3 separate regions of the Zea mays genome follow, and regions 1 and 3 are each linked to region 2. The links are chromatin contacts, called in public Hi-C maps. All regions are on one chromosome and are shown on one strand. The core of a region is the stretch at or near the end of the contact, and the rest is flanking DNA. Distances in the headings are between cores, read along the strand shown.

Region 1 (3,049 bases), core at 21-2,520, 300 kb before region 2:
TTTTGAAACCAGAAGATCAGAAAAGCTGCATCCACATGGCATTCATTCAGCAACAAACACTGAAACCATACACGATTTGTGTAAGGACACAACTTTTCAATTTCTTAACCAAAAGAGATAGGTCAGTATAAGATGTGCGCCCAGGGCTCCACCTGGCATTCCGCAAATGAAACAGCAATAGGTTAATTTCTCAGGCAGATGCATGCGCAAAGACGCTGCCTTTATAAAAAACTGACACATCAGACATCCACTTCACAGAATTCTACCTAAACGGAGCACCTTACAGGCGTAGCAGTACCAATCACGCCAAAAGAAAAAAAGATTTTCCAGCAAAATGCACCGTTTTTCTACCACTGTCCCCCTCTCTGGTCCTTTTTTTATGGCGATTTGGGCAGGCAGGCCCACCACATCATCACGTATGGCGAGTTCGCAACCTTCCATCATCTTAGGAATTAGAAATCAGAAGAGGGCTCGCCACCACGCGTCCCGATCAAATGATCACGGGGCACCACCAAAACCCCGCAACAATTCAGCACCGCACTAGCAACACAAAACCACACCCCGGCCATGAGACGCACACAAAATAACAAGGACAGGGGCGGGGTGTCCCGTCCACCTAAGGCCACGACGTCGACGATGCTCGAAGCGCCAAAACCACGCGCGGCTGGCGGCGAGGGAGCACGGGCTCCAAAGCACTCGCCGCGAACCAAACAAAGAAACGGAAAAAAAAGCGGTCTATTTTTTTCGAGGGAGACGCGTGCACCACACCAGCCCATGCCGCGAGCTAGCGATCCAGTCCTGGCAGTGCAGGCCCATGAGAGCAGAGGAAACGCCGCGTTGCGCCACGCAGCAGGCGGACCGGAACGGTGTGAGCGCGAGATGGCCGTGGCAACGGGGCGCTGAAATGGACGGAGGACGGAGAGGCTTACCTTTGCGCGCCGGCGATCGCCGGTTGCGAGGCGAGGCGAGGCGGAAACCCTACGGCGCGGTGCAGGCACCGCACCGGCGCCGGTTGGGGTTTTCCACGCCGCGTTGCGACCGAGGACGGGAGAGCCGGAGAGGCGAGGCGAGGCGAGTGTGCTTTTGCTGTCCTTTATATGCTACTGTAGGAGGCAGGCAACCAGAACAGAAGCAGGGAGTACAGTACAGTGGACGCTCTCTTTGCTCGCCGTGGCCGTGCGCCCGGGCCGTGAGTTCCTCCTGCGTTTCACCAATAGCAATCGCAACTGCCCGCTGGTGCTCAGCTTTGCGGCTCTGTTCTGACGTGCCTTCCCATTTGGCTGGGTCCTACCGGTCAGTGTCTCTTTCACAGCTCTGGACTGGACAGGCGCCGCCCTCCTGCTGGCCCGTCCGCTGCCTGGGGTGCGGTTTTTTTCAGCTGAGAAAAAGTTTGTATCAGCTGTATGTCGTGAAAAAGCTGCTATGAGTCGTTTTATTTAAATTGATGTGATCTATCCACTATAAATAAAATTATATATTATTTATATGTACTTTATCTAACTATATATCTTAATCAATATATCTAATTTAAAAAATCGATTTCATTTTTGTGTTCCTAATATTTTTACAAATATATCAATTTTACGGTTCCATTTTAATATTTTTATTAAAAATATTTAATTTTATTTATTATAGCACTTAATTATTTTTAATCATATTTTAGTTTTTATTTGTCATATTTATTTATTAATATAATGAACTTCGATAAGCAGCAAAAAACGAGGTCCAAGGTGTTTCCACATTTATACTAAAAAGGTTGCTTTTTTCAAAGCAACTATAGAAAAGTTGAGTCCCTTTGGCGACAAGTTCAAAACGCTGAACCAAACACACCCTAAGAACATACGACAATGTTATATAAGGGTGTGTTTGATTATAATAACATGACATAATCCTTACATAAGGTTGTTTGGTTTATAGTCAGGATTGTGACAGAGCCATCATAGGAGAATACTTTCAATTCTTGTCGTTCTCAGTTATCCCTTAAAATCGGATGGATGAGTCTGTTCCCCCAAGAGACGAGGCTTCTTACATCCCATGCATGTGTATTTATTCCTTATGCCTCGGTCTCATTCCTCCAACCAAACAAAGACAGGGATCAATACATCTCTACCTATCTCTCAAACCAAACAAAAAACTCTTAATATTCCATCCCCCAACTAAATAAGAGTAGAGATCATTTCATACCATCCCCCGCTGTTATGGTGTTGTTACCGCCTTGTCAGGTTCTCGTAAAATCTGTACTACAACTGCCCAATTACTCCACACTTAGATCAGGCCACCTAGCGAATGTTGGCCTAGCAAATGTCAAGGTCAACTAATTACATTTCAATTTATAATGACATTGAAAGGAATATGACCAATGCTAAAATTTTCCTGATCTCCAGAATCACATTTGCATCTAGTAGAGTATATCGCCAACATAAAAACATTATTTTATTCTACCATGAAAAGAAGTCACTCTCAAGTAAATCAAGTTCAAATCCAGCATTAAATAGCAACTTTGTGGGGGGGGGGGGGGGGGGGGGGGGGGGTGGTGAGATGTGATGCATAGAAGATCATATGACGCTGGTCAAAAGTCTAGGGTGCACATGTATTGTTGCCGGCTTACCGCTGATTGCCGTTTCGGTTCTTTTGATCTTTGGCGTGACTTATACCAACAAAAAAAGTTAGGTATTTTTTTGGCTGCAATCTAATCTACATTAATAAATATAATCAGAGTAAACTATACTGCAGTCAAATAAAAAATTGCATCAGGCTGTATGGTTTAGGTTCTACTAGTGGAGAGGAGGTGAAAACAGCGTGAAACACGCGCCGAAAATATACTTTCTCTATTCTAAATTATATATTATTTTTAAGGTTGTTCGGTTGTGTCTAAATGAAAAAAGATTGGAAGGTATTAAATCTCTTAGAAAAATAATGCTGCATGTACAACGATGTTTAATGTAGAGACTCTTAGGATGCGTTTGGTTGGGGAGCCAACTGGGATGGAACGGCTTCATTCCAGTTTCTAAGAATTGAGTAATTTCATTCTGTGTTTGGCAAGTAGAAC
Region 2 (2,784 bases), core at 128-2,627:
CTACCATACAGCCTCTTGCCAAGAGGATAACTGCTACTCCCACCATCTCCCACGCCCAGTGCGCGGTTATCCTTTCACGTATGGAATAGCCAGGTTTAAGCTTACCCATGACGAGGTATGTGGACAGCTAAAAGGTCCTAGATCAACAGGCCTACAATCGGTACGGTCCTTAATCGACACAGACGGAGACACTACAACCAGACTCCGTTCTGATGCATGTCAACCGCCCAGCCTCAAGTTATTTATGCTATTTCTCAAAACATTTGGCACATGACAGAGGGGCCATGCTTGGATAATGAATTCATCACTGTAGATGATGTCTTCATTATCCAAAGCCATTTTTCTTTTGAAAATTATGAGTCATAGATCAAAAACATTTTTTATCTATCTGCATGATTAAGCATCTCTAGCTTTTATAAAACAAGTGACAAGGTATGGTAATCAATTATTTCAAGGAATGCTAATGCATCAAGTGTTTAATCAATCAACTCCTATCACCTAATGCATCATATAAGTGATAAAATTTTGTAAATACAAGGAACGTGGCAAATGCACCGGGGCTTGCCTTGTTGCAGAGAAGATCCAAACCTTTCTACAATTAGATGGGTCTCCACCACTGGATCAACAGTGCTTGGGACAGACTTCTTCAAACACCACTTCTTCTAGGTGTTCTACAAGTCAATTACCAATACAAGAATGCTTATGTAATTATATGATATGCAAACTCTCACAAAGGAGAGGTGGGGAACATAAACATCTCTAACTAAGCACATGACAAGCTTACCTATACTTATACCTAACTTAACATTTGATCTAAATGCCTAAACTGAATTTAGTTGGACAAATCAGAGGACTAAACATACTAAGGTTCACTGAATTTTGCTACCCAACACTTTATAGGGTCTAACTCCGCTACAACATATATTAACAGGGTGGCTTTTATATTTCCTCTTTTAGCTATTTCAAGGTTCTCTAGGAAAACAAGATCCAAATACACTAAAAATTTTATCCAGCAATATTTTAAACATATTAAACCTACTCACAAAGTTTCAGCATTTTTGAGCTATATTTCTATTTCTAGATTTCATTTAATCCATCCCAAAGTACTTTTAAATGGCCTTAAATTTATTAACTGCCCTAAAAATTCCAAAACCAACTCTAACAGCAACTCCTCACTTTTACGAGCTCCACGAAATTTGTTTCATATTTTTTTAAAAAAAATTACAAATTTTAATGGAATTTACAAGCTGCCAGCAAATGAATAAAAGAAACAGATGAATAGCCACTAGGCCGGATTTGGCCCACTCGGCCTGAGCACCGGGGCAAACTGGCCCATGGCTGGCCGCCCGCACCCGCGCTGGCATCTTTGCACAAAAACCCCTCCACCCAGAGCAATTAGATCGAGCCCAAGCCGCTGTTGACCTGGGTCGCTGACAGTTTCACGTAGACCCTTCCACTTCCTTCCTTTTATAATTCCTCGGCCACGACTCCCCGCCGACGAGCTCCAGCCAAAACCCGAGTAGAACCCCCGATGGTGACCCTCTCTGGCGAGACCAAGCACTACCGCGCGATACCAGCACCTAGCCGAACACATCCCCAAAGCTAATCGGATCAAAACGGCTCAAACCACCGTTGACCACGGTGGTGGCGGAAACCGAGCTCCGGCGAGCGCGATTCCCCGGCCACAACGCAGTAGCGCTCAAACCAACGGCACAACAAGTTTCAGGAGACCACAAAAGACACGATGCTCACATAAGCTGGCTCGGAGAAGTCGTGAATCGACCGGTCGATGATGGGGTAGATCTTGATGGCGCTCCGCAACGTCGCGAACACGTTCTGCACAACGGAGCACGGCAGAGTTAACGCTGCCAACACAGGGAGCTCTAGTGACCCCAAAGAGATCTTGGAACATGTATTATACAGGCCTGCAAACTTCTGAGGTGGTCCGGCCACGGCGAAGTGGTGTTTTCGGTGGATGTGGTCACCACTTCCAGGGGCAGCTTCGGTTCAGGCACTGCAAAGCAACACATGAGCTGGGGAAAAGCTGAGGGCTTGATCAAGGCATGGAGGAATGGTCAGGCATGATGATCCTGCTAGTTGAATAACAGGAGCATAGCAGGACTCTGTTTGTACTACTAAAGACCATGGCAAGCCATCCAAGGAGAGCCTGTTTGTTGTGGCGAGACTGGAACCTAGCAGGGGAAAACAAGGGGTAATATGTTTCACTTATCTTCTGCATGTCTACTACGCAAGGCATGACACAGGGAGATAGTACTGGTGTCTAACAACACTTGGATAGCAGCAATACAGCAGCAAACAGCCCAGCCAGCATTTGGATAAGTTTACCACCTCCTCATCACTTCTATGTGTGTGCATGGGTGCCAAGTACCCCCCTTCAGTAACAAATCTCCTTAGATGCCAAACACCAGAAGCCCCTCGAGTAGATAGTGGCTACAGATATTTTTTTCTCAGATATTTCTGGAGCAGCACTGAACTGCTACTACTTGACTGCATACTCTACTTCTTCCCCTTTGATCTCCCAGTTTTCCATAGCAACAGTGGGAGCACACATAAAGGAATCTGTCCACCAAACAACCCTCTACCAACTTGTCATAAGGATTATGGCTTTATACCCCATGGATTAGTCACAAAATAGCTCCAAAAAAATTGGAAAATCACACTAGACCAAAGCTACAGTTGATTCAGTCACCGCAGACTGAAAGTCCAACTTTGGACAGCCATTACTTCACTTTTGGTGTGGGATCACGCCCAACATACTTAAAG
Region 3 (3,036 bases), core at 309-2,808, 280 kb after region 2:
AGCAACACAAGAGACACACAATTTTTATCCCGTGGTTCGGCCAAGTAACACTTGCCTACTTCCATGTTGTGGCGTCCCAATGGACGAGGGTTGCACTCAACCCCTTTCAAGTGATCCGATGATCAACTTGAATACCACGTTCTTTTCCTTTAGTATCTTTTCCCGTGTGCGAGGAATCTCCACAGTTTGGAGTCTCTCGCCCTTACAATAGAGATCACAAAGAAGGCACAAAGTAAGGTTGGGGAGAGCAACACACGCAAGACTCAAATCCGTATCACAACCACGCCCACAACACTACTAAAAAAATCACCCTAATACCACGACAGATATTGCAACAACACTATTTTTTGTTGCATTAGGTGTTAGTTATTGCCACAACCTTTAAAAGTGGTTGCAATATATGGACCATTTTACCACCATTTTTGTGCATTGCGATAACACCATGACTTCCGTTGCAAGAGTAATGTGTTATTGCTACCACTAGAGCAGTTGTTGCAAAATTACCATAGTGCCACCCCGGATAGTGCAACAACACTAAAGTTGTAGCAATAGATGTTAGATATTGCCACAACCTTTAAAAGTGGTTGTAATATATGCACATTTTTTGCCACTTCTTTTGTGTGTTGCGCTAATCGTAAGTATTGTTGCAAGAGAAAGATGTTATTGCTACCACTAGAAAAGATGTTGGACAAGCACCGTATTGCCACACTGGATATTGCGACAGTAGTAAATTCGTTGCATTATGTATAGTTGTTGTCACAACCGTTAGAACTAGTTGCAATATATGCACATTTTCGCCACTGTTTTCGTACATTGCAATAGTGATGAATTTCGTTGCAAGAGAACGATGTTATTGCTACCACTAGAAAAGTTGCTGCAATGGCGGTTATGCCACATATTTTCTTTGTTGCGATAAACTTAAATTTCATTGCAAAATGTTGTTGCCATTTGCAAACAAAAATAATTTGATTGCAATTTGTTTGTCAACTGACAACGAATTTAATTTGTGGCCATAATTTATCCTTTCATTTCAAAAGGTTGAAACTATTAGATATTGCATAAAGATTTCAAGTCTGTTATATATGTGCAAAAGCAATGTCACGTTAGGTAATAAGAAATGTTTGATATTCCAAAGGCAAATAATTCTTTTCACATAATTTCAAATTTGATATATACATCTATTCCAAAAATAGAAACTAATACAAGGAAAAGTAAAGGCAAATAATTCTTTCTAGATAATTTCAAATATGATATATACATGCATTCCAAAAATAGAAACTAATACAAGGAAAAGTATCACGACAGTGTAAGAAATGTTCGACACTTTCCAAACATCGTCACATATATAGAACCAGCGGCCTCCAAAAGTAATGTACAAATAGCAGCCAAGCCGCCTACCAGGAACTGCTCCAAAAGCGTGGTGTACAACTAAAGGCCTCAGGTACACACACAGGTAATTAACACTCTCCAACGCACACCAGGAACTGCTCTCCTCTGGCCACCCCTCGTGCCTTCTTCTATAGCCGCCACCAGCACCTGCTCAATTTATTTTCCAACAACAGTAGGACCTGCTGTCCTCTTACTGCCCCTCATGTGCCTTTTCTCAGTGCTCTTTGCAGACGTCAGGACCCCTCACTGTTTAGTTTACCTTCCAACACAGCCAGGACCTACTCTGCTACCGTCAAGACCCCTCACTGCTCAGTTTATCTGCCAACACATAGAAAGCTTCACTGCAAGAGAAAACATGATACATGACCATCAGGTGACAGGTAATGATCAAATCAATAATTAGCAGGATAAGGATAGCAACAAATAAGCAAGTGATAGCAGACCTTGTAACAAATATATGGAATTAGATAGTATTACATTGCGTTATTAAACATCACAGGACTTGTCACCAATTGTAATGTTTTCTATGGCTTCAGTTTCCCTAGCTAGCAGATAATGAACCAATCCCAAGTGATGCCAGCAGTGCCAGCTACTAAAAATCACCCTAATGCCATTATACACCTCATTGAGTTGTTTGGTGAAGACATGACAAGGTGGACAACAATGAGATCCCAAATACAGGTCAATTGTCTTGGCAGTAAGGTCAGCTATAGGAATCAAAAACAAACATTGTTGGTGATTCAAGAGATGACATTAGGTGGTATATGTATAGTTTATCATATGCCTATTGTTATCTGACCCTCTAGTTGAATCAAACAAAGTTGCATCAAGAGTAGCCGGGTATCTTGAAGCCAAGAAAGCTGACAAAGGTGTAGGGTGTTTAGGTGTACAAGGTCAATAAAAAGAGATGAGGAGATCTACAAAGGTGCAGGGTGTTTATGTGTATAAGGTCAAGGTAAATGTTAAATGTGTAGCATGCAACATAATTAGAATAATGAATGTGTTATTTTCAGGACTGCGCTTAAAGAAAAAATATGACCCCCAACTACAAATGATAAGAACTAATTGAGCAATAATTTCACACCATAACACAATCTAATAAAAGGGTGAAAACGTACAAAGACAAACTAACTGAAGCCATGGAATCAACATCATTTGTTGTTCATGTTTAGCGTTTTTCTGGAATCATTTTTCATCATTTTCAAACTCAACATGATTGCACACTAAAATTTTATAATTTGCTCTACATTCTATGATTGTTGGCAATTTAAAAGTAAGATGGAATATTAGATCGCTCTGATGTCAGTGAGCAATCGAGGACAATTTGATTCCAGTATATTTGACTTGGTTCTTGGGTGCAGGTTCTAGGCATTAAAAGGGCAACATCAAGGAGATTATTTAGGAGTATATAGGTGAGCATATATACTAAAAATAATCTTGTTTTTTGAGTCAGCGCAACAAAAGTAATCTTGTTTTTTGAAAAATGTAGAATAGATAGGGAACTACCATTCCTATGTGAAGAAAACAATTCAGGTTGGGTTGTATGAACTTTGGTCGTGACATATGGCATTCATAATTGTACTTCCATAGTTGGAAAGAAGTTTTGCATTTTTTCAAAATGTAGTCTATCAATTCCCTTGGATTTTA

The links. Hi-C and Micro-C count contacts between places; a contact is called where the count stands out from the background.
Region 1: a Hi-C map of tassel shows a contact between it and region 2, with 3 times the contacts expected there. The contact joins the promoter of LOC103641221 here to the enhancer-like site in region 2. A contact is called at or near these places in 5 of 25 Hi-C or Micro-C datasets (ear, leaf and tassel).
Region 3: a contact with region 2 is called in a Hi-C map of tassel, with 2.7 times the contacts expected there. The contact joins two enhancer-like sites. A contact is called at or near these places in 5 of 25 Hi-C or Micro-C datasets (ear, leaf and tassel).

The regions. Positions count from the first base shown.
Region 1 is chr10:74,235,563-74,238,611 of Zm-B73-REFERENCE-NAM-5.0, forward strand. It overlaps LOC103641221 (DNA-directed RNA polymerases IV and V subunit 2), which reads right to left and starts at 1,271. Exons shown (of 8, transcript XM_008664582.4): 1 at 930-1,271.
Region 2 is chr10:74,538,239-74,541,022 of Zm-B73-REFERENCE-NAM-5.0, forward strand. No RefSeq gene overlaps it. Among protein-coding and RNA genes, the nearest start is that of LOC103641222, 19 kb to the right of the region's middle. Within about 2 kb of position 1,378, at least 16 of the 20 cell types and tissues checked have an H3K27ac peak or open chromatin away from gene starts, as enhancers often do. A contact at or near this core is called in ear, leaf and tassel, where this site is marked.
Region 3 is chr10:74,823,018-74,826,053 of Zm-B73-REFERENCE-NAM-5.0, forward strand. LOC109943097 (a long non-coding RNA gene) reads right to left here. Exons shown (of 2, transcript XR_002265720.3): 2 at 1,213-1,730. Among protein-coding and RNA genes, the nearest start is that of LOC109943097, 7.6 kb to the right of the region's middle. Within about 2 kb of position 1,559, at least 3 of the 20 cell types and tissues checked have an H3K27ac peak or open chromatin away from gene starts, as enhancers often do. A contact at or near this core is called in ear and tassel, where this site is marked.